Linked DNA regions of Ostrinia nubilalis: region 2 is linked to region 1. The links are chromatin contacts, called in public Hi-C maps. All regions are on one chromosome and are shown on one strand. The core of a region is the stretch at or near the end of the contact, and the rest is flanking DNA. Distances in the headings are between cores, read along the strand shown. Region 1 holds the start of LOC135071986 (ADP-ribosylation factor-like protein 6-interacting protein 1). Region 2 holds the start of LOC135071988 (E3 ubiquitin-protein ligase Bre1).

Region 1 (7,665 bases), core at 2,826-5,325:
TTATACGCTCGGTGTAAGCATTCTGTGTCCATGAAAAATGATCACATCAACCGGACTAGGATGCGCGCCACGATAAAATGTTATCGACGATTTTGGACTACAAATGTATGGGCTTATCGTCTAAGGCCAGTTTCCTGTATTTTTTTATATTTTTTATCCACAACGAGGAAGCTCTTGGCCTGTGTCTCACCTGATGGTAAGTGATATTCAATCCTTGTCCAAAATCCGGATTTCAACTGTCAAAATTAATTCAGTTTTAGGTTAAATCTTCACATATCATTTACATAGTCTTATAAACAATATGAAAATGTAAAAACATCGAAAACTATCAAATAATATAGAAATTTGACAGTTGACGGGTGGATTTGGATTAGGATTGAATATAGAATACCAGCGTACATTGATAAAAATGTGTCGATAAGATAATATCATGGGGCGCATCTTAGCCTTGCAGGTCTCTTCTGCCCCTTCCCCCCTCTACACGATTTGAGTCCTATGTCAGGCCCTGGGCCCCGCTCGCACCGCCCTAGTTACGGCACTGGTCGTGCTCTATGTCTCGGTGTTGCACAGCGTTGAACGCCCGATCGACACATTATGGCAAAAATTCATAAGACATTCTGAATAAAAGTCTGTCTTTTCAATTTCTGCCTATTCGGCACTTAGTAACCACTGTGCATTTGTAAATAGTCAATCAATATTATTTAAGTTGGTGTTATAATAGTAAGCATGCTGTGTTGCATGTTCTATGATGTCCGTGTTTATTCAGTCGGCACATTTTTGATAAGTATTTTGTACAATTTCTTTCAATAGTGTTATTTTTTATATCTATTTGTTTAATTATTTAATTTATTACATACATTAATTACCCTTATTTGTTGTTGTCTCGTATGTGTACTTTCCCGTGATTGTTGCACAGCTCATCAGTCAATGGCCGGTGTAATGTGCCGACTGTCTTATCTGCATGTATATTTAATTAGTCCGTGACGTCAATAAAAATATTAACTTTAGTATTGTTAGAAATATCTATGTATGTATAATGGATGATAAACGGGACGTTATCGTTAGTGTTATATTCTATTGATCTTATGTAGCCTCTCGATATAATAATGAATAGCTATTCCCCTAAGGCCGTTTGTAGACATCCGTTTTTTCACCGGACGACGGACCGTCAAAAAACGGATATCCTTTGTTTGCTGTCAATTTTCTCGCCGGACCTATGTCCGATGCATGTGCACACGTTCATTATAAACCATACGCTACCGCTAAATCCGGTGAAAAAATCGGTCCGTCGTCCGGTGAAAAAACGGACGTCTACAAGCGCTCTCATAGTCCGTAGATTTCTGAGAATATGACCAACCACGAAAGCTCCGCCCATGTGTCCCCAGAGCCGTCCAGCTATATTTTACGAGGATCCTAGTGTGTTATAAAATCTTAACATGTGATTGTCACGTAGGTTCGTCTATTAGCGGGGACGTGACGCCGGTGTCGCTGGCGTCGGAGCTGGACTTCAACAGCAACGAGGCCACCGCCGGCTCCATCACTGATCACGATCTGTTGGTATGTATTATAATTGACCTGCATTTTGAAGTTATCAGTTTCTAATCTATCAATTTATTTTTTTATTTAGGTAATTGAAATACGCCTATTGTTTCAGAGCGCTGAGGGCGAGGACGACGAGGAAACTTTATCTGTGGATCCCAACGAAGCTCCGCTAAAGTTGATCAAGAACGACCTCAGTCCGCTAAAGTTCATTGCACCAGAGCCTCCTACGGCTGGTTGCAGCCGCACTCCAGACTTCTACGGCCTCAATGCGCACCAGACCAAGGAAACCTTCCACAAAGACATGCCGTCCAGCAGCAAGAACTACAACCTAGAGACCGACGTCAAAAACAAATGCTCCAAAACCGACGTGTGCACAGAGCCATCGACGCAAAGCAATAACGATGGCGCCAATAAGAAAAACGACACACTCAACAATGGAAGTAGAAGATATAGCGACAGTAGCGCACACAAAAGTAACATTAGTTCGCAAGCGGTGGTCGCGGGCAGTAGGTTCACGACCACTTTAGTTACGGAAGATACTTTGAAAGCGGGTACGTCGAGTAAGTCTAACAGTAATTTGCCTAACCTAGCAGAAGTCGAGCCAGCCGAGCCGCTGCTCACCAAAGCCAATAACGTCACAGTCAAGGCTGGCTTCAATATTGAGGATTCATAAACTTTTCGCAATTAGATACTCTGGGTAGTGAGAGTTTATACAGCAAAGCTGTATGAAGGATTTTGATAATGAAATTTTTTACAACAATCTCATTTATTGGCGAATATAATCTAACTAAAAATAGTGTTTTATTATAGAAACATAAATTAGTGGAATATTTATTGAAGCTTATTGAAGGATTCTAACAGTATGAAATCAAACAAAAGTATTTTAACAAAGTAAACATTTTCAGATTGTGAACACCGACCAGAGCCAACAGAAGCTTAGTAACGCAATATGCAATCAAATGCTTTTAGGATGCAAATCATATCAGTGTTTCTCAAAACACAACTCTTATGTCATATACTTTGTAAAATTAGTATAAGGATTTGAAAAATAAAATGTATTCTTCATAACTTTGTACATATTTTTTTGCCTACTCTTTAATTAGATTTTCAGTTATAAGAATATTTTACTTTTATTGGATCCATATTCAATTGCTAACTGGAGGTAGACCCAACAACAATACAAGTAAAGAAAATCTACCTATGTTGCATTTCAAATAATTTCAATGCACTTATTTATACTTACAAAATTAAATATTCTTCAAATTAACACTAAATAGGATTTAATTAAAACAATTACTTAGATACATCTTTTTAATTTAACCAATAATATCACACAATATATTTTAAAGCTCAATAAAGTAATGAATAAGCTAAGCTTAACTTAAAATCTTACTGACCAGACTCATTACACCTTTAAAAGCTAAAATAAATTAATGTTTGCACATCCTACTCTGACTTGACCAGTTTTGGTGCCATGTGAATAAGAGATAAAAAGGCGTTGAAAATACCACGGTGCTGTATGCCGGGCCACAGAAGCATCACCGTCGAGAGAATGTACAGCAGGAAAATGTTGCTGATTGACGACGAAATCCAAGCCAAGGTGCACAGCATACTGATGGAAATTATATAGTACTGAAAACAACAAAATATCATTAGAACTGGGGTCCTAAGGTCATTAGAATTTGTCTTGTTGATAATGAACTAATTTTCAGATCTAATACTATTTCAGCTTAATTATACTGAATGGAGGTAGTTTCAGGAATCATAAAATTGAATCTTACCATGCATGGACTGGTATCCCTCAAAGAGTAAAAGGATCTAATCTGGTTCAATGTTTTGTTGTAGTGTACTACAATACTCCGGCATATTTCTTCAAACATCTTCTCCTTTTGGCCAGTCCAGGATGCTGGGCCGTAGAGTGAGTTACATATGACCGGGACGATGAAGTCAACAAAGTTCAGCATGAGTCCTACCAAAGCAAAGGTAGCCAAAGAACTCATATCCAGTAGCCAAATTAAAAGGTACAGAAATGAGACTGTGCCAATTATAGCACATGGATGCCATTGTTGCTCCCATAAAATGATTGATTTTAGCGGTATCAGGGCTACACGCCAGCCCTCTAAAAACCTTTTCAATTTTTTTACTTGCTGCTCCTAGAACAAAGAATAATAAGTGCCTACTTTAATTTTACAGATTTTTGAGATGAGTGAGCTATACAGTTTAGGTAATAAATGTAAACGATAAATACGAATAAATAATTTAGAAATGAGAAAAGAAGGTACAATAGAAATTATTCATAAGATCAAGAATGTTCTTAAATTTCTTTGGAATTAATTAAATTACCTGGTCTTGTAGAACGATATCAGCCATTTTTAATGTAATTTCAGATTTATTAGTCCAATTTACTCGTAGGCAAGTTATAAAAGGGGAAAAAGCAGCGCTTTCGCTCTAATTAAATTCTTCAAAACAAATCCCAACCAGGCGGGCCGAGAAAAATGGTGAAAAGTGGCAGATCGATGCACAGATTAAACAGCAGAGATGACAGTGTAGTGATGTGCGAAACCAATTCATTTTATCGATACTCACCTTGAGTAATAGCGTTGAGTTAACAAAATTACAGATGGCGCTTCTAGCTTCATCTTTGTCAAAAAGGAGGCGACATCAACTTGAGCTTGACTGGAAACCGAGTGAAAAGTGAAAAACATAACACTCCTTCTGTCGCAGTCGGGTAAACATTTGAAAGTATGCCTTTTTTGCTAGACCTAACTCTTATCGATTCGTATTGAGTAGGTAGTTTTAGGATATGAAAAATGTATGGTATAAAAACAACAAAATATAACCATAGTAATATTTTAATAAATATTTACATCAAAAACTCGTATAAAAGTAATAATTTCTTAAAAATAAAATAAGTATGTATTGACTACTCCAAATAACTAGCTTGATCAAACAACCATTTTTAATCTTAAAAAGTTTGAAACCAGAATCAAAACCATATTATGCAATTTTCATATTATTTTCACCAAATCGTAACTGTTTTGATAACAAAAGGTTCTAAATCGCATGCCAGGCGAAAGAGAGCCATAGAAAGCAGGAGATAGTTTCCATTTTAACAAACACAAAACTTTGGGGCTTATAATTAATGTTTGGTGAATAACATCAAGTAGGCTAACGACAAAATAGGCCCGACTTTATCAATCGTCGTTGCTACCGAAATTACAACTTATATGTCGAACGAAACAACATAAGTAGAATACCTACTTACTCCTATCATAATTATAATTGTTCTGTTAATTCTATAAACTGTAAATAGAAACTAAAACTCATCTAAAATATCTGGAGAAAATTTTGGAATAATCAATAGTTATAAACTATATCCACACCAAGGCATAGTATTATAAAACCAGTTACAGTACTGGCGTCACCTAGTAGCAAATTACATTTTATCAGATTTACTTAAATAAACTGGAATATTTTAATTATTACATCTTAATCTAATGGAAAAACTGATGTTTCACTGTTTATTTCACCCTGCGGAAATACCTCTTGCCTGGAACATTAGCTTTTTCATGTGTAAGAGTCTGAAAATAAAATAATAAATTGTTAATCAACAGAATCGAAATCTCCATAAGCAATCTCATGTGTTGCGTTAAAATGATTGTAATTTTTCATCTATCATTATGATGCGATATTTTTATAAACACTAACCCCCTTACTAATAAAAAGTTACACAGTTGTTGAACACTGTTTTAAAATGACATTTCCATACTAAACGTCACTTTATACCACTGATCAACGAGCGTGTAAGTTTTATTAGTAAGGGGGTTAATTTCTACTTACTACAACACATTCATCTTCAGTGAATAAATAATGACGACCACATTTGTCGCCGCTTTCTGGAATCACTGAGTCTGTCTTTACTTCATGGTCGTTCACTAAAGTTGTAACACTCTGTAAATAAAGAAACAACTCATTAATAAAACTAATTTATCATAGAATTTTAGTTTACTTGTGTTACTACAAAGTTAATCATGATATTAATTTCAGTCTTGCAAAATCATTAAGCATAATCATCATGACGTCAATCGCCGCCCTGCGATTACGGCAAATGAACTAACGTAAAATTAAGCATGACAAATCAATAAATCAATGGTTGAATTTATTTAACTGAATTAAGATAATTTACTTATTCTTTCAATTTGGTTTGCATCCAAAAAAGTAGTTGGGAGAGAATATCCAATCAATGTCTTTTCAGGTTCACCTCTTATGTTGGTTTGAATAAATAATTTTCCATGTAATTTCTGCTGATCCTTTACACTTGACCCACACTACTTCTTTCTTTGTCATGCTTCATTTATAATTTTTACATTAAATATTTTACTTTACCTTGATGACACTATTAGGCATAGTTTCTTCATACTCTTCGCCAAGCTTGAACGAATACTGTACAGTTCTTATGAGCGAAGAGGTTTTGATGGTCATTGTTTCACCATCTAGGGTTATTTCCATTAGTGGTGATGACATTGCCATCATTTTCCGACCCATGAATGGGACACCTGAAACAGTATGAAGCCTTACTTAAAAAAACTGTCTCACATTTTTCCTTTAATATTAATATTAATTTAATCAATGTAACTTATTAAATTATTTCAACACTTCCAAAGGATTCTGGGAAAAACTAATTAATGTAATATTTGTATAGTTAATAACTAATAAAAACATAAATTGTACTAGTTTTAGTGTTTAACAGTCACCTGTTAATTTCTTTAAAATAAATAAAACGGATTTTAATATTACCTAACAGTTGGCTATTAAAATTTTACTTTTATCATACGAACTTCTGAGACATGCTATTAATTGCTTAGCAACTGCAGCAATCTCTACCTACAATCTTTAAGCTGTTACTTATTTAATTCTTACTATTTTATTAACTAAAACTTACCAACTGCAATAAAATATTCATCAATATTTTCATTTTTGTAATGCTGATATTTTCCAGGGATAGACATTGGAAAGTTTTGAGCAGTGCTGACCTAAAAACTGAAATAAAATTATGGTTCCACAATTAATTAAAGTAGCTAATTATTACCTACTTAAATGATACAGCGGTGTGTGTTATTGATAAAGTAAATGATATAATAATTATTATCAATCACGTATTCAGATAAAGTGATAAAACTTGAACAAAATTTACATGTAGCTATGCGTATCAAAGTTTCTGACAACCAATTTAATTAATATATAAATATTACAATAATTATTATATACCTTTTCAAGAACCTTTACAGCTGCGGTAATACAAATTTAAGTAAGATTATTAATTTTATTTGTTTTGGAGAAAAAGAAAACAAACTCGCTCGCTCACCACATTGACTTTTTACTTTTTTTGTTTATAGACTAGTAATGTAGTCGCAACAGTTGCAGTTAGAGATGGGTTTCCACCCGGGTAAAAACCCACATGAGGGTAAAAACCCAATAAAAACCCGTTTCATTCCACCCGTGGGTGTTTACACCGGGTGAAAACAAATAATTTTATAATTATTTCAATTGATATCTTTTCTTTATTTTTATTGAATTTTTCTCATTTAAGTTTATTGATTAATAAGTAATAAGTCAAATTTAACACTAATATGCATTTACATCGTGGCCAAATCGTAAAATTGATCACGTTATGATGATGTGTGACCAATTATTTTATAAAATGGTGTTATTTCAAGAATCGTTGAACCGATTTAGAAGAAATTTAGTAGGAACACAATAATTTGTGATCATGGCAAGGACATGGAGGGGAGGGGGGGGGGGATGCCAAAGATGCCAAACTCTCTTTGATGACATTACGGTATAAAGTTACAAATAACAACACCAACTACAAAGTACTTCTGCTTAAAAACTTGAAATCGAACCGCCCTTCCGCCACTGTAACGCATTGTAACGTTTTTCAAGACCTCCTCTCCCCCCAGATTGCATTACGTAACACTAGAACGCCCCCTTAGCAACAAATACCACTTCTCACTTTAAAAAAACGCTATTTTTGTTTTCACCCACCAGAATGGGTGATAATGGGTAAAAACCGGGTTTTTACCCAAATCACCCAGTTTTAACCCAATCGGGTGAAATGGGTTT
Region 2 (7,663 bases), core at 881-3,380, 300 kb after region 1:
CTTTCATTCAATCAGGGATCCCACAACTTTATGTCATTGGCAAACTTTGTAAGCCATTCAATGGGGTGTATTTGAAGAACAGTTGTTTTGCTTATGTCTAGTGTTTCAAGAGACACAGTGGAGTTTGAATAATTGCCCCAAATATTGAAATTACTATTCCTGCTTGAATATTATTATTCCAGTTATCTCTGCGTAAATGTTGCTGCATGTGTTGTCTGAGATATATATTATTACGGATTCTATGCGACATAAGTTCATCTCAATAACAAAATGGGCAACATTGTATCATCATGCATTATGTAAATAAAGAGCATTGAGTGAGTTTTTATTGTTGGAGGACATCTTGTATCCTAATGTTTAGGTTTAACATTATTTTACATGACATGTTTATTTTCTGTGTAACTGATTTAGACTTTTTTGCTATAACCAAATTTGACAACAAGGAATTAGCTTCAGCCCATTATAACATAAGTATTAAAATGATAAATAGACAGTTATGCGTACCTTCGCCTTCTCCCTTTATAGCGCGCCATATCTTATCGTTCCGCTGCTGGAGCCTGTCAAACGCCTGGAGGACTTTTGCCACTGCTCGTTTGCTCACTTGTACTCGGTTCGCTAGCTGAGCGTCAAGCTCCTCTTTGTCCCACGTCGACAATTGCATTAAAAACGAAGTGGTCGCTTCATTTTCATCTAAAAAGTTAAATGTCTTTTTCTTGATACTTATAACTATGATTGTACTTTAAATATTTGTATAATGTTCAGTTATTCGTTTAATTTAATCATGATAGATGCCTATAGCGGCTTGTGATTCATATAACCTAAACTTTCATAACATCTTGATTGAGATTAACAATTCACTTTTAATTAAAGATTAAAACAGGTACAACTGTGTGAGGAGCACTTATTTATTTGCTATGATTTTAGCAAATATTTTTTTCTTTAAATCTAACCAAACTGTGTAGGATTATGCAAAGCCAACACTGAACACTGTGAACTGTGAAAACTAACCACAAATGCATTTTTGACTCAATTGAACTATGAAAATATGTGATTAATAATAAATCATAAAAAAACAAGAACTTACTTTTATTTTCAGACTCATCAGCAGTCTCAGCATCAAAACGTTGCAATAGAACTCTGATATCCTCATTTAGCAGATTCCAGTAGCGATTCACTACACAAAGAACCGCATCATCTTGTGTTTGCCGTTTTTCTAGCTGTTCTATTCGAGCCCGAAGCTCCGCTTCACATCTGTGGCGTTGTTCAATGCGCTACAAAAACAAAATTATTATTAAAAATTCCTTGTCTCCAGTAAAAAACATTTAATTGTGAAACAACAAAAGAACATAAGTTTATTAAGATTGGAGTACAATCTTCATGAAAATAATTGAAATATTATGTTCAATGCTTATTAATAATAATAATAATAATAAATAATTTATTTCAGACTTTCATCCATAGTTTGTTAGTAGGGATTAGTGAGTTGACCTCAAACACTAAACAGTTGATGAACAGCTGATTGTTGTAGATGTTACATTAAAGCAATCTATTTAACTAGTTACAAAAATCTTGTAAATAGATCATTCTTATTAGCAAACAATACCCAGTTGGTACATCACCTGTGCCAACTTCTTGTTCTGAAACTGTAGGACTTTGATGTCCATTTCTTCCAGTGTGGAGACGGGCCCGATGAGATGGGGTTCAAAATGAACTTTCTTGATAGCAGGCTGGCTACTGCCATTGCCGCTCTCGTCGGCTGTACGCTTCGACATTTTAACCTGAAAACATTTACTTTTATGTACTTAGAACAACAATAATTAGGCCTAAACACGAAAAGATGCTATTGATCCTAGACAACCCGAACAAATTAAAATGATATGAGGTGATAAAGGGAATCCTTGTAATCAACGCTCACACAATTTTGCCGAGTCCTACATACCTGCTTGTCAATATTGACAATCTGGAAAGCTGAATTTTAGTTCCAATTAACAATACCGCTGCAGATACAATGTAAGTAACTAAGTAAATCGATCATTTTGCTAATTATTTACATGAATCAAGCAAATTATTTCATAAAACAACCAGAATTTCGATTTCCCAAACCACCTTAGCTCCACCCTCCACAGATAAAAAATAATAGTAATAGTGTGGCAAGTATCGATATTTTTCTCCTGTTGATTCGATATCGATATTGGCGGAGAAAATAATACGGGTAGATTTTATTAACTTAACGAGTGTTATTACTAAGCGTTGGAGAAACCAGCTAATGAAGGATCTAGAACAAAATTATTTAAAGTATATAACTTGAACAATGTATCACTTTCCAGTATATAAATTATAAAAAACAGAGAATCAACTGCAAGAGCGCCATCTACATGATAGATCTTTTTATTTATTGATTTTAGTGTATTAATTTAGATATTTTTTAGCATTCTATGATGAAAAGTTGGCTGATAACATTATAGCGACAGAAGGATGATGGCAGCTAGCTAGGCGGAGGCGGACCTAAAACAAGCCCTACCACCAACCAGAGTAGAATATTTTGCCCCTTCTGAGAATCGAACCTGAGACCTTTGGGTACATCTGACTGGAGAAAGGAGGTCATCATCATACAAAATGTTACTATTATTTTTTCATGTAATTTTTTTCACTTGACAGTCAATGGTCAACAGGCAGAAGGCGTGGCCTTTACAAGTACCGCCTTTCTCAAAAGGCCACTTTTGCCTGTCTGTCCGGTCCGGAGTTTGGGGGAAACGGAAGCTACTACCCGTTCGCGCTAAGTTTGCCTGTCCGTGGAATGCGCGTCCCCTCCTCCAACCGCGATTAAACGCAATTTGTTAGTGATTAAACACAATTAAGTGTTTTATTTTCGCAAATACACAATTTTTATCAATATTAATAAATAAAAAATATTTTTAATACAGTTTGCTAAAGTTATAGACGCATTCCTTCGAGTGACGTCATATCGCCAGCGGCAAACTTATCGCGAACGGATAGTAAAATTATGTATAAATAAAATTAATCTTTCGGATATTTATTTAATAAAATAAAGTAATAATTTTCTAATAAAGGTAATATTATTAATGGAAGACATTATTACGAGTATTTCAACATAAAATAGTAAATTAGGAATAATAAAATAATTTATAATAAAAGAAAACATATTACTCAATATAATAAAACTTAATAAATCGTACCTAAACTTGATGATTCATGAGTTCATAATATTTCTGTATTTTAATTGGTCCTGAAACATCCTTAGGAAGACCCTATATTTTTTATCATGATAGGGTTTCAGAGCAGGATTTGGAGAGATAACTTCAGCTGTACCACCCATGTTTTGAATAGCATCTTGGACGTTGTTAAAGTACTGCGAGGCACAAGCTCCTAGTATAGCTGAACCAACCAGCACAGATTCTTTTTCGTGCGGTTTCAAAATAGGTAATCCAACTGCATCTGCTTGAGTTTGCACAAAGAGAGAATCCTTTGTGATACCACCACATATTAATAGTGACTTAAATGCATCATAACCAGCCGACACTAAGGCGTCCATGATGTGTCTCGTGCCATACTGGAACGAAAAACACAATTTTAGTACCGTTTATGAAGTTCTAGGCCTTTCAATTATGAAACAAACTTGAAGGTATTAGAAAGCATCAACTCTGTTATCAATATTAGGTACACTTGACAACACTCACTCAACTCACTAATTACTAGAGATGAAACGGATAGTTGTTTGGCCGGATACCGGATACCGGATATCCGGCGAGCTGCTAGGCCGGATAGCCGGATATCCGGCGGCCGGATAGTTGGCCCATTGTCACGTTGCATGTCGTGACGAGTTTAGCGCCGCACAGGAGCTTTGAACGCGATCAGTGGGTCTAGTAGACTAGAGAAGTCACACTTTTCGAAAATCGAATCCGTTTGAATAGAATGTCAGATTTTGCCACGTGTCTAGGGGGCTGATGAAATTGGGCGATTTCGGTTGCCATCGCGAGTGTGTAATTGAATAGCGAAAATTAAATTAGTTGAACTGCTACATTGTCATCAAACTGAACTGCATCGTGTCATCAGACCATCAGTAAAAAACAGATCGCCTATTTTATTTGGCAATATTTCGACATTAACAGATATTTACTATTTACGTATTCGTCATTACAGTAAATAAGAAATAAGTTTTTTGAAAGGCCTTAATATGGCTTTTTGGACTTTAAATAAAAGCCGTTATTATTATAAGCCATTTTATTGATATTTACCATAAAAGATTAATGTATTTCATTTTATTATAGGAAATTGTCGTAGTTTTTATATATCCGGTATCCGGCCGGATAGTGAGTTACTATCCGGTATCCGGCCGGATAGTAAATTTAGGCCGGATATCCGGCCTACCGGATAGTTACCGGATATCCGTTTCATCTCTACTAATTACATTCTACAAATCCTGTGGAACTGGGACTGTTAAGGACGAAGCACACCTATCAACCCGGAAACGGATCGTAACCGTATCAACATGAGGCGGTCCATAACGTAAACGCCTCGCCTCGCGGCGAAAGGCGATAGGGTGTTGATCTCTTTCCAGTTTGATAAGTGTGCTGTGACCTTTATGCTTACCGACAAACCCTGCAATGTGGCTAGATACAATAATGCCAGATTCTCTTCACTACTATTAATAGTGAGTCCTATTACCATCCCCTTCATGGTAGGGTCAGCCAATGGTGATCTATTACCATGAAAATCAGGCCATACATGGAAATCTTTAGTCAACAAGCTCACATCTTTCAGTCCTTGGGCTTGTGCCATTTTCACAAGCAGCTTCCGTAAATGGCTGCGAACACTAAAAACAATAAGAGGTTAAAATTGTAGTCATAGTTCAATTCTATTACTATTGTCGTTTACTGATAGATATTAAAATAGATATGTACTTACTCTCCAGTACTGTATTTCTTCAATAGCTCAATCCCAGCTGGGTGACTTGATATTATATAGTCTAGCAACATACCAGAAGCGCTTTGTCCGGCTTCATTAAGCCACATGTTCGGCACCATTGCACTGAAATAAGGACCCCAAATACCTTCAACCATCACAGCATTTTTATTCACAGCCATGTGACATGTGGAAGTGCCACATATCAAACTCAGTCTATTGGACATGTCTTTGTCAATTCCTTCACCATTTGTGCCTATCATACCGAGACCACCAGCGTGAGCATCAATGATGGAAGCTGCTACAGGAGTGCCTGCACACAGCCCCAACACTTTAGCAACATCGTCTAACAGACCGCCACATTTTTCTCCTGGCATCAAGACCTTGTTTCCAATTTTTTGGAAGTCATTATGTGCAAGGTCTTCTAATCCAATTTCACGCAGGTAACTCACATTCCATCCCTGTTTGCCATCTATAGAACATTCATAGTTCCATTTGCACACAAGAGAGCAAAGAGATCGAGTCATTGATCCCGTAGCTTTCCATGTCAGAAAGTCAGGTAAATCAAAGAAGTAGCCAAAATTTGACCATTTTTGAGGGAGATGTTTCTTCAACCACAGCAGCTTGGGTATTTCCATTTCTAAACTGACTTTACCGCCTACGTACTTGAGAATATCATGATTGGCTTTATTTATCAAGTCTGCCTCTGCTTGAGCTCTGTGATCCATCCACATAATGATATTCTGCTCATCATTGTTTGAGTTACTTACTGCGATAGGGTTACAGTTTGTGTCCAAAGCCACCAAAGAACATGTAGCATCAAATCCAATACCTTTTATACTTTTTGGGTTCACATCAGCCACTACATCCTGAAAATAATATTCAATGTTAGTAATATTATCAAAGGAAAAAAACTATTTTACAATTTTTTTTAAATTAAGAGACTTACTTTAATTACATGGATACAGCAGTTCCAAACATCTGTAGAGGACTGCTCATAGTAATCTGGTTTTGGTTTCCATGTTTGCAATTCTTTCACACTGGAGTTTATCACATGTCCCTTTTGATCTACAAGGGCAGCACGAACACTACCAGAGCCCACATCCACACCAACAAATAATATATCACTGGCCATGTCCGGTAAATAAGGCTGAAATTTTTTTTCATTATGTTTATAAATTTGTAAAGTGTTAATCATAGTTGTAATAAATTATTAAATTGGAACATACTTACTTCGTCTGAAATGCAAATTTATATGTTTAGATAGCAGAGTTCTTCGCAATAATAAGTTAAGATATAAACACGGCAATAAAGTAATGACCTTGTTATTTGTTTCAGATAATTAACATAAGGCCGACAATCAGATATCTTGGAGCTACATCGCAACTCGCAAGTACCTACTCGTGACTCTTGTGAGATAACCTCGTCGTCCTTTGAACTAAACTTTCATTTAATTTGAATTGTAAAGATATTGATCAACTTCGTGCAAAGGAACTTCCATAGAAGGCGATAGATAAGTTTCAATTCAAAATAATTATTACTAATTTATACTTAATTTAAGGATTTTCATAATTTAAAATCATTACTGTATGATTACTTTTCTTTGTTTATATACTTTTGAAGCAAAATACCTACACTGGCTAAAATTTAACTAAAAAAATGACAGTTATTTAGATTTTCGCGCGGTTAAAGATATTTATTTTAACGATCGATCAAATTAACCTGTATAGACAATAGATTAACTACAACCACAGACTAAAGTCGGATTCTTTAGAAATTTCCCTATATGTAAACAAATATGGCCAACTGACATTAAAACATTTTTAATCTGTGCCCTAGTGAGGCGACAAAACCTCTCGTTAATCGCGGATTGAAATTATTGTAGTACTTACGTACCTATAGAAAGAATTTATAATGCTTTATAAAGCAATGCATTAAACAATTAGTAGTACATTCAATGAAGAAAAAATACGTTGTTGATTAAGACCCTATTTAAATCTATTTAAATGCAATCAGTAATAAAAATGATTGAATAATTGAAATAAAATCGATTTAAATTACCGATTATTGTCTATGACTTACAGGTTACAACACTGATGTGTCAGAGACAACATGGAGATAACACATAATTTTAAACTTCAAGTCAATTTGACAAGTCTCACAAATTTTCATCGTCCACATATTTTGCTAAAATAATTTGTTTAAAGATTGATTCCAAACTTGTATAATCGTGAGAATAAAGTTGGTTTCATGGGCTTGTGAAATAATGTGTATGATATTATGAACACGTAAGTGATTATGGTGTAATTGTGTGCAGAAGTGTTTGTTTACATTTAAGGAAATTTCTAAAGAATTTAGGTATACAACACTAACTGTCCCACCCGTGACATTGACAGGTGGGCGCCACCATCAATACCACAGATATGGGTCAATGTTTATGTGCAGTGTACAGAGCCCCGATTACGGTAACTTTTATAACGTCTACAATCCAGACGCGTTTCTGATTCTGCGATACGATTGGTCAAAACAGCTGACGTACGCTGTTGAACGACCAATCGTATCGCAGAATCGAGAAGCGTGTCTGGATTGTTGTCGTTAAAAATTACCGTAATCGGGGCTCTGTAATGTCACATCACTGATGTGCATTGACCTGTGGGTCTAGACAAAGTGCAAATTATGATCGCAAACCAGTCGAAAAGTGGTCGAAAAGCCCCTTTTTTGTATGGAGTTTTGACGGATT

What was found. A called contact is a pair of places that touch in the nucleus more often than the background predicts.
Region 2: a contact with region 1 is called in a Hi-C map of whole body, with 4 times the contacts expected there. The contact joins the promoter of LOC135071988 here to the promoter of LOC135071986 in region 1. A contact is called at or near these places in 4 of 5 Hi-C or Micro-C datasets (whole body and whole larva).

Annotation. Positions count from the first base shown.
Region 1 is chr5:13,745,774-13,753,438 of ilOstNubi1.1, forward strand. It overlaps LOC135071986 (ADP-ribosylation factor-like protein 6-interacting protein 1), which reads right to left and starts at 4,076. Exons shown (of 3, transcript XM_063965898.1): 1 at 3,886-4,076; 2 at 3,324-3,695; 3 at 2,840-3,174. The coding sequence starts at 3,912. The coding sequence ends at 2,989. It overlaps LOC135072283 (fatty acid-binding protein-like), which reads right to left and starts at 6,905. Exons shown (of 5, transcript XM_063966224.1): 1 at 6,811-6,905; 2 at 6,485-6,582; 3 at 5,929-6,098; 4 at 5,383-5,493; 5 at 4,919-5,123. The coding sequence starts at 6,551. The coding sequence ends at 5,064. It overlaps LOC135071987 (inositol hexakisphosphate and diphosphoinositol-pentakisphosphate kinase), which reads left to right. Exons shown (of 28, transcript XM_063965899.1): 27 at 1,454-1,557; 28 at 1,655-2,610. The coding sequence ends at 2,215.
Region 2 is chr5:14,043,195-14,050,857 of ilOstNubi1.1, forward strand. It overlaps LOC135071988 (E3 ubiquitin-protein ligase Bre1), which reads right to left and starts at 2,131. Exons shown (of 17, transcript XM_063965901.1): 1 at 1,940-2,131; 2 at 1,620-1,778; 3 at 1,085-1,271; 4 at 505-690. The coding sequence starts at 1,772. It overlaps LOC135071989 (FGGY carbohydrate kinase domain-containing protein), which reads right to left and starts at 6,559. Exons shown (of 5, transcript XM_063965903.1): 1 at 6,153-6,559; 2 at 5,873-6,073; 3 at 4,927-5,792; 4 at 4,612-4,834; 5 at 3,025-3,571. The coding sequence starts at 6,058. The coding sequence ends at 3,212.